2 separate regions of the Gossypium arboreum genome follow, and region 1 is linked to region 2. Evidence: chromatin contacts called from public Hi-C data. All regions are on one chromosome and are shown on one strand. Each heading gives the region's core, a stretch centred on a gene start, on an enhancer-like site or on the middle of the called end of the contact. The rest is flanking DNA. Distances are from core to core; before and after follow the strand shown. Region 1 holds the start of LOC108466186 (chromatin remodeling protein EBS-like). Region 2 has its middle 35 kb from the start of LOC128295186.

Region 1 (3,215 bases), core at 307-2,806, 260 kb before region 2:
AATAATGGAACTCGGAACTAAAAGCATTTGCTATGGAACAAAACAATATACATACAAATATCCTTTTGCTTCAAGAGCTATCGGTTATCCAAAAATAGCCAAACTTGTTAACAACAACAACCTAGTAGGATTAAACTCAATAGTGGAAAAATCACTCATCAACAGATGTTCCGTGAATAACGGAAACAAGGAATTAAAAGTGTTCTCTATCAAACAAAACAAAATGCATGCAAATATCCTTTGCTTCAAGACTCAAGAGTACCAATTAATCGAAAAAGGAAAGAAAAAAAAAAGCAACTTTTTCATGGTAACAACCTAGTAGGATTAGCATATTATATTTAAACATCCGAAGTAGCTGAGTTAAAAACTTAGGCAGACTTAAATTAAAACTAGAGCAAAAGTAAGTGCAACATTAGTGAGAAACCCTTTCAGCTCACAAATCAATATGAAACCACCAAAAATAAATGAATTTAATCTCCAGTTCTACACACACAAGCACAAGGAAGGTGAACAGTTCACATTGATTGCAGAATGAAATAAGTGAGCAAGGAATTTACCAATCCTTGCATCCTTCGCATTGCACCATAAGGTCATCCGGGTTATATGGCATCTCACATTTGCAATACCTTCAAAACCGAAACCCCGAAGAGTTAGTGAACAAACTCGAAGAACATATAAGACACTGGAAAAAGAAAATTACCCTAAACTTAACCCCAAAACATAAGAAAAAACCGAAGGTACTCACACTGCCACCCGGTCCGGAGTGAAACCACCGGTGGCGGCCTTATATTCGAACCTACAAAAGTAATCTTCAGCACCAACATTTTCAAGCTTAGTGTAGTTTTTGAAAGTGTGGACGATACACTTTCCTTCAATGGTGTGGGCACTTTGCACATCATAATGGTCTGATAAAAAGAGCTCCTTGGCTCCATGGAACTGTCTTCTCCCCCCAATAGACTCCTCCGGCCGATAGTACCATCGAACTCGAACCTTCACATTGTTCCGATGGTCGGCCTCGATCTTCTCTACACGAGCCACGTACGGTGGCTTATCGGAGTCCGACGGTCTCATCAGCACGCAATCACCAGCTGCAAAACAAACCAAATATAAAATATATCCAACCATTTCCCAAAATCCAAACACATTTGCGAGTTATAAATTTTAAGACAAGAAAGGTCTAAGAAAAAACGAAAACGAATTTTGGGATGTTTTTGAAATGTAAAAAGGAAAAAGAAAGAGATGGGTTTAGATAGAAACATACGACGAACAACTTTGTTGGTGCCTTTGATAGCGTAGGAATCAAGGTCCTTCTTGCCAGGTTTGGTCTTGGCCATGAAAGGGTTGGTTTGTGAATGAAAATGTGAGGAAGACTGAGATTTTCGTTGATGTTTTAAATGGTGAAAAAGAAAAGGGAGAATTGGGGGATGGAAATGAAGGAATCGAGAGAGAGAAGAGGGAGACAAAGAAACAAACCCTAACAACTGGGAGATAATAAAAGGACTGTTTGTAAGAGAAGATCCGGAAGCGATCGAAAAAGAAAAAAAATAGACAAATAAAAGCAGTAATTTTTATTTTTTTTGGAATAGGACGACACGTCAGCATATCAATGTTATACACCCGTTGCACTTTTAGGGGGAGCTTCTATCAAATTAATCAGTCAGGAATTAATAGAGATATTATTATATAAATAGATTTATTCACCAATTTTATTTATTTTATTATTCATATATGTTGAAAAATCATAATATTATTCCTTGGCATTATAAATTTTACAGTTTTTAATTAAAAATATTTTAAGAATTTTTATAATGTTGATTTTTCAATAAGACTCTTAATATTTACTTAGAAAATTGTATTTTCATTAGAAATTTGAGTCAATAGTTAATGATTTTAATAGTTGTTAAAAAATATTGTAATTTGTGAGATATTTTGTTACGTGTCATATAAATAGATGATGTGGCATGTTGACCAGTCAATATCGGTCAACATTTGGAGTCAACGTTTCATGTCATCGATTCACAATCTCTTTATATGACACATAATAAAATATTTTTTAAATTATAATATATCTCATAAATAATAGCATTCTCTAACAATCAATAAAACCATCACTTATTGACTCAAAATCCTCAAAGTACTATTGGAAACTCAACTTTATAAAATTGTAAAAATTGTTAATTAAAAATTTTAAAAATCATAAAAATTATAAATTTTTTGGCATTATAAATTTTTCAATTTTTAATTAACAATTTTTAAAAAAATAAAGAATTTTTATAAATTTGGGTTTTCAATACAATTTTAGTATTTAATTAGAAATTTGTGTTGTTGATTAGGAATTTGAATAAATAATTAATGATTTTGGTAGTTATAAGAAAATATTGTAATTTAAGGAATATTTTATTATATGTTTCAATAAAATGCACTTTTAGGAAGCGCTTCTTATTAATATGTCATAATTCTTGGCTTAGTGGTTAATGTTGATGTTGTCATGTTGTGACTTTTGTTTAATTCCTTCCTAGCCATTTTTGTTTTTATTTTTCTCTATGTTGCTTCAAACATTTTCTTTCCTTTTTTAAATTCTTAATTAATAAAATTGTTGTTATCAAGTTATTTTATTTTATTTTTAATTTATGTTTTAATTAATAATTCCTTTATTTATATAAACAAAATAATTAATATGTAATTATATAATTAATATCATTATGTTAAAAAAATTTACAAGTTTCAACTAATTTTTTATATATTGTTCCTTGTATATAATTTTTATATGTTAAATATCATTATTTTTCAATTACATTGTGGGTATGGTATATTATAATATCATAAAATCAAATAATTATTATAATGACTTGTTTTTAGTCAAATCGAAAGCAGTGATTTTGGGACCATAAATTCAAGGTAAAAATATTTATTTTATTATTTTATTAAAGTTTACAACATGATAGAATTACTGTGTGAAAGTTTCGTAAAGAAATTTTACTATTTGAATGCTTAATTCGGTAAAAAGGACTAATTCGCGTAAAGCGTAAAACTTGTGTTCTATTAGCTAAAAGTGTCCAATAGCTATAGAACATTAAATTAAAGGTCCTTAAATGGTAATTAAGCCATTTGAAAGGTAAGTGGACATTAATGGACATGTATAAATGAATTTTAATGTTATATACTTAAGGTTAATATAGTAAATTAGTTATTAATTATGATAAAATACTAAAAAG
Region 2 (3,386 bases), core at 426-2,925:
GCAGCAAACAAGAAAAATAGAGGAATAAATTGAGAAATTGAACACGTAAATTTAACGTGGAAAAACCCCTCCAAAGAGGATAAAAAACTACGGGTAAAGATAATTTTACTATGATGGCAAAAGAACGAAGAGTACAAAAGATGGAGATAAAGACTAAACCCCGAAAACTCGAAAACAAAGAACCATCAAAACGTAAACACAAAAATCTCTAAAGTGTTATGAGTTCTAATATCTAATGGGTGTGTTTTTCTAAAGTTGTAAAAGAGCCTATTTATAGGCTAAATTTATAGGTCAAATAATAATAAAATAATCTAAACTAATTCGTGTTTGATTGAAATAAATAAACAGAGTTTAACTGAAAGATTATTTTTCAAATTTAATTGAAAATAGGAGTCATATTTAACAATTCAATTAACTGGTTTGATTACAAAATTATGATTTAATATGAATTTTAATTATTGAGTGCTAATTTGACCTGAATCAATCTTGTTACAGAGTTTAATCATGAAATATTGTGTGATAGTTGATTACTTCATGCTTTAACTACATAGTTGGGGTTCAATACTTATCCGTAATAATAAAGTATATTTTATGTACCTTTTTGAAAAATACTCGTAAAAAAGGAATTAATTTTTGTAGCTGGAGGTTGAATACGCTATCTATTTTGCATATTTGCTTCAATCAAAATTTTTTGTTTAATGAAAGCAGATGGTGGAGGGAGAATTTTTTCCGGGGAAAAAAATACTAAATACTCAATAACCTCTTTTAAAAATTACAGTTTGAAAATAAAGAAAAAAAAAAGGAGAAGCTATTTGTCGAGAAGCGTCAGAGCTGAGTTGCATAGCCAGGTGTGACAACTCAGTTTAGAGTTGGAAGTAATGGCCTCTGTCTGTCGACTCGGTCACATGCTCTGTATTATTGAATTGCATTGCAATTCTCTCAAATGTTATTTGCTTTTACGAGACGGCAGCCCACTGCTTTTTGTCCAAACTCTATGCACATTATGAAGGCACTTATGTTACAAATGGGATTATGTTTTGTTTTATAAATTAAATTTTATATATTAGATTAAAAATAAATTTGATTTTTCTATTAAAATTTTTATTCATTATTATTATTAAAATTATTTTTATATGTCTACTTATGGTATAAATAGCACATAATGTATAACAATTTAATTATTTTATTTAATCATACTAGTTTTTAATAATAGAATTAGATATAATTTTAAACTAAAAAATTAATTTGTCCTTTGATTTAATATGTAGGGACTAATTTATTTATTTTTTTAGTAAAAGGACAAAATGTAATCGACTCTTATTAGAGGTGAGTATTCGATTAAATTGAGTGAAAATAATGTCGAATTAATAGAGTTGACAAGTCATATTTTATTTTTTAATTTAATTTAAAATATTTTCAAATTAAATCGAGAGAAATAAAATTTGAGTCGAGTTAAATTAAAAAATTAAACAGAATAATTAATTTATACTTCGGGTGTCTCTGTTGGTTCTTTTAACCTCTTCTTGGGACGAGTTTTATTCCTCATCAAAATTCGTCAAGCTATTGTCGGATTCAACGACTGTTGTCAGCTCTTTTGGAACATTTTACGTCTGTTCAATTTGGGCAAGAATCGTGTCTATTTCTTTAATGGCAACAACTGAAGAGCGTGATAAATTACTCAAAGTGTCAGTCCCCTGTTTCGGCATTGCGGTACTTTGATGAGGAGGGGTAGACGGTGCTTCAATTTCTTGTGATGGGTTATCAACAACTTTGACGGGGGGGAGCTTGGAGACCCTCCAAGTTTTCATTTAGCATTTCTTTTCATTCTTCCCATGTTTACTCAATGGAGAGAAAAAAAAAACGAATGGAAAGGGATGGAGATAGGAACCGGCGAGTAGAGACTTAAAGTCCCAAGGAGGAGTCTTTCTTCTCTCTTTCATCAATAGAACGATAAGACTTTGAAGAATTTAATGCCCAACGGAATTCCTTCCAAAACAAAGAGAGAAGAGAGAGAAAATAAGTAACAATAAAAAATTGTAAATGATCTCATATCCGACACAGCCCAAGAGACCCTCTTAGGCATTCAAACCAAATATCTGCTAATTGCTTCTTTGTTGAAATATACTTCAATTCCACCATATTGTTTTCAACTAATTCTCGGATAAAGTAATGTCGAATCTCAATATGTTCAGTGCGGGAGTGCAATACCCAATTCTTCGAAATGTTAATTGTCACAATACACCATTAGAACGTGGTAATCCTGAAGCATTTGTTTTATCCAAATGAGTTAATGCAGCAACTTCTTGCCACTATATACTCGGCTTCAGTTGTTGAGAGCTTGCTATTCCAAGATACTAGATCATTCTCCCAAAAGAAACATCCCTCGGAGGTACTTTTTTAATTATCAACACTGCTAGCCCAATCTGCATCACTATATCCAACAAGAGCCATGTTTGTATCCATTGTGAACCAAAGCCCATAGTCAATAGTACCTTTCACATATTTGGTGACTCGTTTCACTGCTTTGAGATGTGATTCTTTTGGGTTAGTTTGAAAATGAGCACGTACACCCATGCTTTGATAGATATTTGGCCTGCTAGCCGTCAAAAAAAGTAAGCTTCAAAATATGCTTTGATAGATTGTGCTATCAATTGGGACATCTTTCTTGTCTATTCTGAGATTCTCACTTGAGCCCATGGGAGTCCGAGCATTCTTGGCTTGCTCTAGTTTTAACTTTTTCACCATGTTAGCTGCATATATTTTTTGATTGACAAATATACTCCTCCTAGTTGTTTAACTTGTAATCCGAGAAAGTACGTGAGTTCTTCGATCATGGTAATCTCAAACTTGGATTTTATGAGCTGCATGAACTCGTTTCTTACCATTTATTTCAGATTTTATAAATACATTTTCAAAATAAAATAAAATAAGAAATCATCATTTATTTATATTTTAAGTAATACCATAAATTTATATTATTTATTAATGTTTATTATAGTTATTCAGTTATGAAGTCGGACTTTTTTTTACTTTAAATCATACTTATTTCGAGTTTAAGTTTATTACATGCTCAAACTTTTTATATTTTAAATTCTGGCAGGCTCAAATTTTCTCAAACTTAAATTTTCTCAAGAGTAAACCTATTACAAACTTCAAAATTTTCAAACTCGGATTGACACCAACAACTTTTTGAGCTCTAATTATCATCCTCATGTCTTGGGTGTTACGTATATATATTGCTATCTTGTACATCAAATTTTACCGTTGTCTGGATTCAACCAACGTTGAATGGACAAATATCACCATATTCGACAAATGTAAAAATTATAATTTAATAAAATAAAAAGGAAGAAATAGAAAACAGCTGCACTCTCTTTCTTCTTTCT

The links. Hi-C and Micro-C count contacts between places; a contact is called where the count stands out from the background.
Region 1: a Hi-C map of leaf shows a contact between it and region 2, with 3 times the contacts expected there. The contact joins the promoter of LOC108466186 here to the enhancer-like site in region 2. A contact is called at or near these places in 2 of 5 Hi-C or Micro-C datasets (both in leaf).

Annotation. Positions count from the first base shown.
Region 1 is chr7:12,075,858-12,079,072 of ASM2569848v2, reverse strand. It overlaps LOC108466186 (chromatin remodeling protein EBS-like), which reads right to left and starts at 1,556. Exons shown (of 5, transcript XM_017766541.2): 1 at 1,262-1,556; 2 at 746-1,088; 3 at 558-626. The coding sequence starts at 1,334.
Region 2 is chr7:11,819,155-11,822,540 of ASM2569848v2, reverse strand. It overlaps the pseudogene LOC108484551. Among protein-coding and RNA genes, the nearest start is that of LOC128295186, 35 kb to the right of the region's middle. Within about 2 kb of position 1,675, at least 2 of the 2 cell types and tissues checked have an H3K27ac peak or open chromatin away from gene starts, as enhancers often do. A contact at or near this core is called in leaf, where this site is marked.